2 separate regions of the Capra hircus genome follow, and region 2 is linked to region 1. The links are chromatin contacts, called in public Hi-C maps. All regions are on one chromosome and are shown on one strand. The core of a region is the stretch at or near the end of the contact, and the rest is flanking DNA. Distances in the headings are between cores, read along the strand shown. Region 1 holds the start of LOC102188073 (liver carboxylesterase). Region 2 overlaps LOC102188340 (liver carboxylesterase).

Region 1 (6,380 bases), core at 3,392-5,891:
GGACCTCCAAAATCACCCTGTGGGTTTCCGGGACCTGTAGTCCCCTAGTGTGGCACTGTTCACCTTGAAGGCTGTGCCTGATTAATCCCGTGATTAATTAATACAGCCCAGTGAATGGTCCAGGCGAACATGAGCTCAGACTCGTCCAGTGCTTGTTCTAGTAAGTGTTCTCCATGCATCTGTTGAGTGAACTGATGGAGATGGTGAGGGGGGTGGGTGGCTGATTTGGAGTTTAGAGGGGTCTACTCTCCTAAGACCTGCCCAACCACTTAAGCATAAGGGCAGTCTAGGATTTTATTCTTCAGACCATCTAGTTCTATATGGGGAATTTGAGTTTCCAAAGTTAAAAAACATATCTTTACCAATTGAAACTGAATCAGTTTACAGCTGGTATGATCCCCGGAGAGGGCACAGGTTAAGCAAATTGAGATTTGGCTTGATGCCTCACCTATTTCTGCAGAGTCATCCTGAGCCAGGAGTGGGCCAGCGTTAGGCTGCAGCCAGATACATCAAGGTCTGGGCATTGCTGTCCATGTTTGCAGAATTGTGGGTGTCACAAGAAGGCATGTGTCAGAACAGGGGGACTGGGAGAATAATTCATCCTTACCTTTTATATCTGGCTAATGCAGCTGGATGAAGCGCAAGGTGGATTTAACAAGCTGGAGAAATATCAATAACTTCAGATATGCAGATGACACTACACTTATGGCAGAAAGTGAAGAAGAACTAAAGAACTTCTTGATGAAAGTGACAGAGGAGAGTGAAAAAGTGGCTTAAAACTCAACATTCAGAAAACTAAGATCATGGCATCCAGTCCCATCACTTCATGGAAAATAGATGGGAAACAATGGAAACAGTGACAGACTTTATTTTGGGGGGCTTCAAAATCATTGCAGATGTTGACTGCAGCCATGAAATTAAAATACACTTGCTCCTTGAAAGAAAATTTATGACCAACCTTTATTAAAAAGTAAAGACATTGCTTTGCCAACAAATGTCCATCTAGTCAAGGCTATGGTTTTTCCGGTAGTCATGTATGGATGTGAGAGTTGGACTCTAAAGAAAACTGAGCACTGAAGAATTGATGCTTTTGAACTGTGGTGTTGGAGAAGACTCTTGAGAGTCCCTTGGACTGCAAGGAGATCCAACCAGTCCATCCTTAAAGGAAATCAGTCCTGCATAGTTATTGGAAGGACTGAAGCTGAAACTCCAATATTTTGGTCACCTGATGCAAAGAACTGACTTATTGGAAAAGACCATGATGCTGGGAAAGAATGAAGGCAGGAAGAGAAGGGGATGACAGAGGATGAGATGGTTGGATGGCATCATCGACTCGATGGACATGAGTTTGAGTAAGCTCCAGGAGTTGGTGATGGACAGGGAAGCCTGGCATGATGCAGTCCATGGTGTCTCAGAGTTGGACACAACTGAGTGACTGAACTGAACTGAAATGAATGCAGCATCCTGGGGTCTTCATAGTCTGAGAGCCAGGATTGCATCACAAGTTGCAAAGGCCAGCTGAGCAGGGAAAAGGGCAGAATGGTTATGACTTGACCACTGTGTGGGGGTGGGACAGGCACACATATATAAGTACTAAGGCACACGCATGTGTACAAGAGCTAAGTGATTAGAAACAGGCTTGTTGTCTACTTTGGAAGACGGCCTGGATCGTTCAGTGTGGACAGAGATAGGAGTGCTCTTTATTAGGGTACCCTTTAGGGCCTGTGTTTCTTTCCTGGTGAAAGGGAGGAGCCCCAGCCCAGGTTGGTCTTTGTAGAAGAAGTCACGTCTTGGGGCTGACTTCGCTGCGGTCCCGAGCTCTCACCCCTCACCGGTCTGCCAGTTGCCAGAAAGAGTGCAGATGAGCATCACATTTAGAACTTGGGTCTCCAGAAGGTTCATTTCAGTCACAATCCATGATCTTGGCCAAGAACTCATCAACTTTTCTAAGACTGTCATGTGGTTTTTAGTTGCCCAGTTCTTCCCAGGCATTGCTCTGGCCTGGACCAGGTCAGCTTTGACAAATGATCATTGGAAGCATGGAGAAGGCAGAGCTTCCTCTTCAGTCTGCTGCCCTGGAGACAGTCCCTTTATTTCTGCTCCATCTCGTTCGCAAGGAGGAGCCTCATACCTCAGGACTCCAGTTCCCACGATGTTTAGAGTTGGGGCTGTAACATTGTGCTGTTGTAGTTCAGTTCTCAGCTCTTCCTCTTACTTACTGTGTGCCTGCGGGCCATTTCCTTGTCCTCACTGAGCACTGGGAAATCATGATATCAATTCACGGGTTAATTTTGAGAACTGAGTGAGATCCTGCATACACACCCTCCACACAGCGATCCCCACACTGTGCGCTCAGTGAGCACGGTGAGCTCAGTGAATTGTCATGTGAATGTCCGAATAAATACAAATGGAACATGCAAATAAGTAAAAACACATTTAGCCAGGACATGGCTGTTGCATATAGAAATTCAATACCTAACTTTCCAAATTTTTTCCTACAAAAGAAAGATATGTACTTTTTATTACGTGAATGAAAGTCACTCAATTGTGTCCGACTCTTATGACCCGCATAGACGGTAGCCCAGTAGGCTCCTCTGTCCAGGCAATTTCCCAGGCAAGAATATTGGAGTGGGTAGCCATTTTCTTCTCCAAGGGATCTTCCTAGCCCAGGGATTGAACCCAGATCTTCTGTGTTGCAAGCAGATTCTTTACCATCTGAGCCACTAAGGAAGCCCAGTTTTCCTTATTATAATGGGATATTATGCACGACTAAATTTTGAAAATATTTCTTTATTGAAAGATAATCCACACACCATAAAATTCATCTTTTAAAAATATATTTATTTATTTTGGCTACACCATGTGACATGTGAGATCTAAGATCCCCCACCAGGAATTGAACCCGCTGCCACTGCACTGGAAATGTGGAGTCTAAACCACTGGACCACCAGGGAAGTTCAAAATTCACCTTTTAAGGCTTACAGCCCAGGGGGTTTTCAGTATATTCACAGAGTTCTGCGATCATCACCACTATGTAGTCCCAGAACATTTTCATCACCTCAAAGAGAAGCCTCTACCCAGTAGCACCACACCTCATTCCTCCCCACAGCCCAGGCCCACAGCAACCTCTGAACTACTTTCTGCCTCTATGGATTTGCTTAGTCTGGACATTTCATATACATAGAATCACACAATCTCTGTCCTTTCATATCTGGCTCCTTTCATTAGCATAATATTCAATATTTTCAAGGTTCATCCCTGTTTAGCATGTACCAGTACTTCATTTTTTTTGTGGCTCAATAATACTGCATTGTACAGACAGATATTATTTAATTTGTCCATTCATCAGTTCTTGGACATTTAGATTCTTTCTACTTTGGACAATGACAAATAATGGTCCTATTTCAGTTATTGTAGGTATACACCTAGGAGTGGAATTGCTGGGTAATGTGGTGACTTTGTGTTTAATTTTTTGTTAATGTTTTGGCTGCACCACATGGCATACAGGAGCTTAGTTCCGTGGCCAGGGATCGAATTTGCTCTCCCTGCAGTGGAAGTGTGGAGTCTTAAGCACTGGACAGCAGGGAGGCCCCTGTGTGTGATTTTCGAGGAACTGCCAACAGTATCCTAATGCAGTCAAAACTATATTATAATTGTTTTCCCTTCACAACACATCATGCCTGCCTTTCCCTGTTAAGAAACAGAGGTGTACATCACTCATTTGAGTAAAAGCATAGTATTGCCGTAGCCGGCTGTACCAGAGTGTACTTAGAGAATGTCCCACTTACTGGATGTATAATGACTCTGTTAGATGGGCTTTGAGCATCTTCCTCTTTCCCCTAGTAGGTAAGGGCACTGTCACAGGTGTACTCAGAGCACTCTGCATCCCTCTACTTTGGTGCCGCCACATTGCATTGCAACCCACCTATCACCTCTCCCTGCCTCTGTCTTATCACATGGTGACTCCTCCAGGAGATGGACTATGTTTTATCTTTGTATCCATAGCACTTAGCATAGTGCCAGGCATTTGGTAAATGTTTGGAGATTGAATGAATGAAATAATAAATGGAAGGATGGAGGGATGGATAATTAGAACCAACGAAATGGAGAGATGGAGTCCCTTTACTGTAAAGACATTCTCTCCCCAGATCCCTGCCTGGATAGGTCATGAGTTCCCTGACCCTGGAGGTATACAATGGGAGGCTGAGTTACTTCGCAGGTATATTATAAAATTAATTCAGACATCAGAAGAGAGACTGAAAGAAATTTATGATGCTTCCAAAATAATAGCATGGAACTCTGAAATTGAAGCCAAAGGAAAGGAAAAGATTTGCCCTTAATTCTTTAGCTAGGTAGCTGTGGGGCTAGGAGTTGCTCTGAAAGCTTTCCAGTTTTTCTGAGGACTCCAGATCAAAAACTCCCCTTGTCTGAAAGCCTCTTGTCTGTTTGTGTCTGCCCTGGGAAGGTCACAGAGCTCTAAGGTTAGAGTCCAGGAAAGGAGAAGCACTTATGAAACAAGTTGTTTATAGAATCTGCAGCTACCTGCAATTGGAGAGTGAAGTCTGGGTTCTTGATTTCAACGAGGATAAACTCTTGGTAGGCGTGGCTCACACATTCCAACCACCCACAAGGAAGGGAGGAGAGATTTGCTTGTTATTGAGCAGCTGGAGCGGGAGCTTGTGGAGGGAGCTGAGGGCCGGGACTGAAACAGCCCCTGTGAGCAGCACAGACACCTGCGTGCACAGGAGCGGCTCTCTTTCCAGGATGTGGCTCTTAGCTCTGGTCCTGACCTCCCTTGGTTCCTTCACAGCTTGGGGTGAGTCCTCCTGAAATGCAGATAGCAGGAGCACCTTTGGAAATCCTTGTAGGGGAAAGGATGGGCACAGGGCAAAGCAGTGACAGGCCGGGTTCTGCAGCAGTACACGCTCTGTGAACTTGGATGGTCTAGCCCAGCCCGTGCCCCATGGCAGGAGACACAGGGGACCAAGCACACCCTAGACTCGGCTTGGCACAGCCACACCAGAGGAGGACAATCAGCTCCTCTCCCACATCCCGCTGAGGACTTTGATGAGCTCCTCCATGTCTTTCCCTCTTGATTATTAATGTGGACATGGAGTGGGTCTTTACCAGAATCCTGCAATGGATCTCTGTTATTGTTTAGCAGCTAACTCATGTCCAACTCTTTTGCAACCCCATGGACTGTAGCCTACCAGGCTATCTGTCCATGAAATTTTCCAGGCAAGAATCCTGGAGTGGGTTGCCATTTCCTACTCCAGGGGATCTTCCTGATCCAGGGATCGAACCTGTGTCTATTGGCAGGTGTATTCTTTACCGCTGAGCTACTTGGGAAGCCCTGAAGGGGTCCTACCAGAATATTAATACTGGTTCTGGAGACAGAGCGGTGTGGGTTCAGCCCTTAGGGGCTGTGTGTTCTTACACATGGCATGTCCCTTTTCTGTGCCTTGGTTTTGCATTTTGAAAATGGAGGTGACAACTCTACCTCTGTGGACTGTTTTGAGGTAGAAATGGGCTGTGTATTCTAAACAGTGCCTGAAATAGAGAAAGTGAAAAAAGAGATAAAGGAGTTGCTTTCAAAGACACTGTATTACTGCTATATTAAAATGGTTAACTAACAAGGGCCTATTATATACCACATGGAACTCTGCTCAGTATTATGTGGCAGCCTGGATGGGAGGGGAGTGTGGGGGAGAATGGATACATGTGTATGTATGGCTGAGTGCCTTCGCTGTTCACCTGAAATTATCACAATGTTGTTAATCAGCTATATCCAACACAAAATTAAAGGTTTAAAGCTTAAAAAAAGAGATATGTATTAATAGACTATTATGGTATTCTAAATGATGCTAAAGCTGAAACTCCAGTATTTTGGCCACCTCATGAGAAGAGTTGACTCATTGAAAAAGACTCTGATGCTGGGAGAGATTAGGGGCAGGAAGAGAAGGGGACGACAGAGGATGAGATGTCTGGATGGCATCACTGACTCGATGGACGTGAGTCTGAGTGAACTCCAGGAGTTGGTGATGGACAGGGAGGCCTGGCATGTTGCGATTCATGGGGTCACAAAGAGTCGGAGCGACTGAACTGAACTGAAGGCCCACAGATCAGGAGCCAATTGCCTTTTGAAAAGGTGGTTTATGACTCACATTTTCATGGAGGAGAGAGCATGGCCCTACCATGGTGTGCCAGGTGGTAAACACCGGGGTGGCTCACGAGGGAAGAAAAGAAATTGGGAGTAAGGGTATTTATCTTGGTCGCTGATAGGGAAGGAAGAGGCGAGGCAGGATAAATAGGTTTGGGAGTGACAAAGCAGAGAATTTCAGCAGGTTAGGGGTGCGCACAGTTTTCAGGTACTTTGTCCT
Region 2 (6,001 bases), core at 2,935-5,434, 790 kb after region 1:
TTGTATCAGGGAAAAACAGATCCTGAGCAATATGCAAGGTAAAGATTATATAATATGTAAGAATAGGCTAAGTGGTTTGGAATAAAACCAGGAGTTGAGCAGTGGTGTGGGCAGGTCAGAAGTAATGATTCTGTTTATTCTTCTGTCTTGATCTTCGATGCAGCTGGGGAGTGAGGTGGGCCAGGAGGTGTGTGGGTGGGGAGTCTTTGGGGTATCGCCAGTTCCTAACTCCCAGGTGTGGCTGCTGCCTAGTAAGGAGGAGAGCAATGTTCAGTGTGTCCTAGTCACGGTGTCCAGGTTGGGCAAAGAAGTCAAAGTCATGCCCCAGAACACCTAGGACATCTACTTGCGTGGATCTCTGGGGATTTCCAGGATCTGCTTCTTGCCGCTAGTTTCCACCCTTAGGTGAGGTCCAGAACCACCTCATTAACACAGCAGATGATGCGTTTGTCACTTTCTTCACTTAGGAAATTCCTAGGGTTTTAGGAACTCCTTGCAGGAAATGGGAAGACCAAAGATATATTTCTTATTAGATCACAGTATCATATCATACAATACAGATACTTTATTTTTTTTTAATAATTTAAAAAATTTTGTTTATTAAGTTATTATTGGCTGCGCTGGGTCTTTGTTGCTGCACGTGGGCTTTCCCTAGTTGCAAGGAACAGGAACTACTCTCTAGTTGAGATGCGTGGGCTTCTCTTGTTGTGAAGCATGGGCTGTAGGGCTCGGACTCAGTTGTGGCACACGGGCTTCGCTATCCTGCAGCATGTGAGAGCTTCCCAGATCAGGGATCAAACCAATGTCCCTGCATTGCAAAGCAGACTCTTAGCCATTGGGCCACCAGGGAAGCCCGATACAGATACTCTGGATGTCTGCTTTGCTCATTTGTATCATAAACATGGTTATATGTCATTGCATACCACAGCCTGACATTATATTACATTGGGTATTGAGTTATAGTTTATTTACCCAGTCTCTTATTTGGGACCATTAAGTTCTTCTTGATATTTTTGATAATATAATTAGCACTGTGATGAACTTCCTATAGCCAAACCGTTATGCACATTCACGGTAATTGGGGCTGAACTCCAAGAAATGACATTTCTGAGTAAAAGAGTATCATCTTTTGTTAAATTTCCTTCCAGAAATGTCCCAGCTACACTCTTTCCATTCATATATGGAAACTTTCATTCACCAGACCCTAGCCAATGCTTGAGATTATTAAAAATGTTTTGGCTATTGAGTAGGCAAAATAATAATAATTATTAGCATCATAATTATTTATATAATTTTAGAGTCTATTCTGCATTTATCTCAATACTAGTGATGTTGAACTCTCTTTCCCATTAAATTTTTATTGTATCCTTTTATGAATACTGTATCCCCTTGCCTTGGTGATCTGGGGACAGCTCCCCCAGGATGGAAATCAGGAGGGTCTCTATGGGGCTCTGACAGTCACTTGACAGCTATGTCATCCAAGCACCTCAGGACTACGGGCCACCATGCCTGCTTTCTGCAAATCTGGAAATGTGGCTTATAAAGTCCTCGGAAGCATAAGCAGTGCATAGTCTGACTCTTCATGGCTGTGTGACCTTGGGCAGGTTCTATAACCTCTCTGTGCCTCAGTTTTCTCAACTGTGAAATGGGGATAATAATAGAACCCATATCATGGGTCTGATCTGAAGATTTTTTAAAATAATTTTATTTATTTTATTGTTTATTTTTGGCTGTGCTCGGTCTTTGATGCTGTGCGGGCTTTATCTAGCTGCAGACGGCGGGAACTACTTTCTAGTTGCATTGCGCGGGCTTCCCATCGCAAAGGTGTCTCTTGCGCAGCGCCGGCTCCAGGGCGCGCAGGCTTCAGCAGCTGAGGCTCCCAGGCTCTAGAGCACAGACCTAGTAGCTGTGGCTCACAAGCTGAGCTGCCCCGTGGCATGTGGGATCTTCCCGGATCAGGGATCGAACCTGTGTCTCCTGCACTGGCAGGCAGATTGTTTCCCACTGAGCCACCAGGGGAGCCCCTGACCTGAATTTTTGTGGTTGTTCAGTCCATAAGTTATGTCTGAATCCTTGCAACCCCATGGACTGTAGCCCATCAGGCTCCTCTGTCCTCCACTATCTCCTGGACTCAAATTCTTCTCCCTTGAGTCAGTGATGCTATCTAACCACCTCATCCTCTGCCACCCCCTTTTCCTCTTGCCTTCAATCTTTCCCAGCATCAAGATCTTTTCCAACAAGTTAACTCTTAGCATCACGTGGCCAACGTATTGGAGTTTCAGCATCAGCAACAGTCATTCCAATGAATATTCAGGGTTGATTTCCTTTTGGATTGACTGGTTGGATCCCCTTGCAATCCAAGGGACTCTCGAGTCTTCTCCAGCGCCACAATTGAAAAGCATCCATTCCTTAGCCTTCAGCCTTCTTCATGGACCAATTCTCACATCTATACATGACTACTGGAAAAGCCATAGCTTTGACTGTAAGGACCTTTGTGGGCAAAGTGATGTCTCTGCTTTTTAATATGCAGTCTAGGTTGGTCATAGCTTTCCTTACGAGGAGCAAGTGTCTTTTAAATATTAAGTATTGCCTGTTACCACTGTTGGATCTTTCAGATCCATTATTTGGGCAATGCATAACTCTTGACAAGATGAGCTGACAGAATCTTAGCTTGTCAGTGCTGCAAGACCCATATAGAAATCATTCCCCTCACTTAGACATGGCAGACTGGGACCCAGAACAGAGAAGGAACTTGCCCAAGGTCACCCGGCATGTAAGTGGCAGAGGCAGAACGAGAACCAAGCTCTCCTAATGTTGCACCACAAATATTTTGCCCTTGACCTGTTGCATGCCTTAAATGACTGCCAACAGAGTGGCTTCTCACCGTTTTTGGAAGTCTCCCGTGAACTGGAACTCCTGCTTGACCTGTAGAGGAGCATGAGCACCCTGCACTCGCTATGCAGCAGAGAGACAACTGCAAGCAGAGAATGCAGGAAATGATCCACTTCCAGGCTCATAAGCAGCATCTTCTTGACACAATGCATTCCAAAGTCTCCTGAAAGGGGGAGGTGCCAGGCCTTCTCATTGGTCACTCTCCCCAGAGACCTTGGTGAGCCCTAGAGCCCCCTGTTCTGACCCCCCAGGTAGCCTCCTACTCATTCCAGTGTCTGGAATGTGGTAAGACAGCTCTGTTTACAGGCTTAATTCTCCCAGTCCAAGACCTGGCCTCACTACTGGAGACATCTCCTTGGTCAGCTCTGATTGAACATCAGGAGTTCTTCTCTTTCCTTGCTCCTCCCAGGTGCTCCCAAAACGCAATGTTTGGGGAAATGGCCTCAGACCTCCTTAGCAATGGAATGGAGAGCGTTAAGCCTAAATTTTCTGAAGACTGTCTTTACCTAAACATATACACCCCTGCTGACTTGACGAAGAGAAGCAGGCTGCCGGTAAGCAGCGGGAACCACTGGGCAAGGCTGGGGTAGACTGGAAGGGGATGAAGGCAGTGTTGAGTGGGGGCGTCGTGGGCCAAGGGTCTTCTGGGGCCCCAGGGCTTTCTTGTGCACCACAGCCAAACCTGACATCAGGGAGCGCAGGTGGCCCACACCTCTGTTTCCCCTCGGCCAGAGTAGGGCCCCTGGGGGAGATTGCTGCACATCTGTGATGCACATTTCATTTTTCCAGGGCCTCTCATGCTAACAGATGGACAAGAAGGATGACTCTTAATTGCTAGATTAGGAATCTGATACCCAGAGAGGGTAAAACGTCATTTCCATAAAGTTAGAGCTGGAAGGAACCTTGGAGATAAGCCAACAAGCCAACCCTTCCTTTACAGACAGAGAAACTGAGGCCCAGTGAGGGGAAGGCGCGGTCACAGAGTCGGGTTGGCAGGACTGGAGCACGGGGCTCCTGGAACAGCCGGGAGCGCTCTGACACACACTGGCATGGAGCCTATGTGTGCCTTTCCTCAGCATACAGAGGCCTTCTCTGACAGCTTTCTGGGTTACAGCTTGCGGGGCAGAGCCTGGAGCAACAAGGTTGCCCTTTCCTTTGCCAACTATCAAGATTTTCTTGTAGTTTATTTCACTTCCTAATTGTCTCTGGCCCAGGCTAGTGATTCAGTGAGTCAGCATTTCCAGAATAAATGGAGCCCAGAGACAGGGCAGCCTTCCAGACTCAGGCTAGAGGGTGGGGCTGGTCTGCTAGAAAAGGAGGGGTCAGCGGGGGTAGAGACTGGGTGGCCACGCACACCCAGCCATCTCCCAGGAACACCCTTGGCATGGTGCCCAGATGTGGAGGAGGGTGTCTGAACTTGGGACTAGAAGCTTGAAGAGGTGGGGACATTGATCACTCAGGCATTCATTCATTTGCCTGTTACATACTTAGTGCTCCCCCACGTAGCTAGAAGTGGGGGTTAAGAGAAAAGAGGAACGTAAAACTATGACCACACAGCCCCTGCCTTTGAGGATGTGCACCGAGCTGGACTAGGTTCTTCAGCAAATCGCTGCTGACCAGCCCCTGGCTCAGCCTGGACTCAAGAGATGACTGCAAACTCAGTCCCTCCACCAGGAGGCAGTCAAGGATCGGAGGTGTTGGAGGAGCAGGGGCTCGGGGAACCTGAGGCTGGAGAACCTCTAGTGTGGACACAGGCTCTGGAACTGCAGAGTCTGGGTGTAAAGACTAGTTCTGCCTTTTACTGCCTGAGAGACCTGGCTCTGTTTCCTCAAATCAGGGAAAATCACACATGAGTTTTCAGTGATGAATATGAAGATTTATGGCAGTGTCTGGCACAGCACACGAGGCAACTTCTGATGCATTAGTTAGAGTTGAAGGGAAGGAATTCCTCTGGCCCCAACAGCCAACCTACGGCAGACAGCCATTGGCTGCTGGGTGCTGGGTGGCTCAACACGTGGACTCTGCAGTCAGACTGCCTGGGTTCAAGTCCTGCCTCCACTGCCTGGTAGCTGCGTGACCTCAGGGTGGTTAAGTGCCCCCGTTTTCATGTCCATGAAATGGGATAATAGGAGTCCTTCATTCATGGATGAGTTATTTTTAAATGCTTAAAATAATACTTGGTACATAGTTCATGTATGAGTTCTTCAAAATTTTTGATAACAAAATCATTATATTACTTTAGCTATTCTCACTTTCTTGCTATGTGAACTCCTTAAATTTGGGGACATGCATTATGAATGGCCTCAATTCTTACCACAGTCCTTGGCACCTAGTAGGTTTTCAGATCATATTCATCAAATGGCTCAAGAATTCTTGGAGGAGGTGGTTTTTAGGCTGGGCTTAGGAGGATGGGTGAGATTTGGGGAGCAGAAGGAGGCAGCAGGAAGTCATATTAAGATGAGGTACCACCCATGGCGTGTGCTTCTTGACACGATCATTCATTCATGAGATGCTGCATTCGCCACTCAGAAGGCAACTAAGATGAAGCTGAAACGCTGAAACAAGCTTCTAGCCAAGGGCCTCTGCACGCTGAGTGCACTGAGCTGGGCGAGGGGTCCAGGAGTGAGGGTGGCGGGAGTGCTGGGGAGGAGACGGTGCTCGAGCCTTGGCTGTTCCCGTGATGATGTTGTCAGCATGAGGAGCGCTGAGCGCAGGTGGCACTGGGGCAGGGGAGACAGGCAGGGGCAGCCAGGGTGCCCTGAGTGGGGTGCTGGCCTGGGCCGCAGCTGGAGAACGGGTAGGTGACCAAGCCTGCCTCTGAGGTCTTCCCCAGCTCTGCTTCCTGTAACCCTGTGGTTGCATCCCCCCCTCCAGGTGATGGTGTGGATCCACGGAGGAGCTCTGCTGATGGGAGGAGCATCAACCTATGAAGGGCTGGTCCTCTCTGCCCATGAAAATGTGGTGGTGGTGACCATTCAGTACCGCCTGGGCATCTGGGGCTTCTTCAGGTAAGACCCTGGACTCTCCTGGTGGCACACTGCCCCCAGGGTGGGGGTGCTAGGACCCCACTCTGGTCATGCACGCCCTCAAGGGGCTCCTTGCTAGGCTC

Evidence for each region. A called contact is a pair of places that touch in the nucleus more often than the background predicts.
Region 2: a Hi-C map of blood shows a contact between it and region 1, with 12 times the contacts expected there. The contact joins the enhancer-like site here to the promoter of LOC102188073 in region 1. A contact is called at or near these places in 2 of 5 Hi-C or Micro-C datasets (blood and liver).

What each region holds. Positions count from the first base shown.
Region 1 is chr18:25,315,678-25,322,057 of ARS1.2, forward strand. It overlaps LOC102188073 (liver carboxylesterase), which reads left to right and starts at 4,642. Exons shown (of 14, transcript XM_018062001.1): 1 at 4,642-4,816. The coding sequence starts at 4,765.
Region 2 is chr18:26,110,142-26,116,142 of ARS1.2, forward strand. LOC102188340 (liver carboxylesterase) reads left to right here. Exons shown (of 15, transcript XM_018062017.1): 3 at 3,302-3,446; 4 at 5,767-5,900. Among named protein-coding and RNA genes, the nearest start is that of NUP93, 45 kb to the right of the region's middle. Within about 2 kb of position 4,185, at least 5 of the 5 cell types and tissues checked have an H3K27ac peak or open chromatin away from gene starts, as enhancers often do.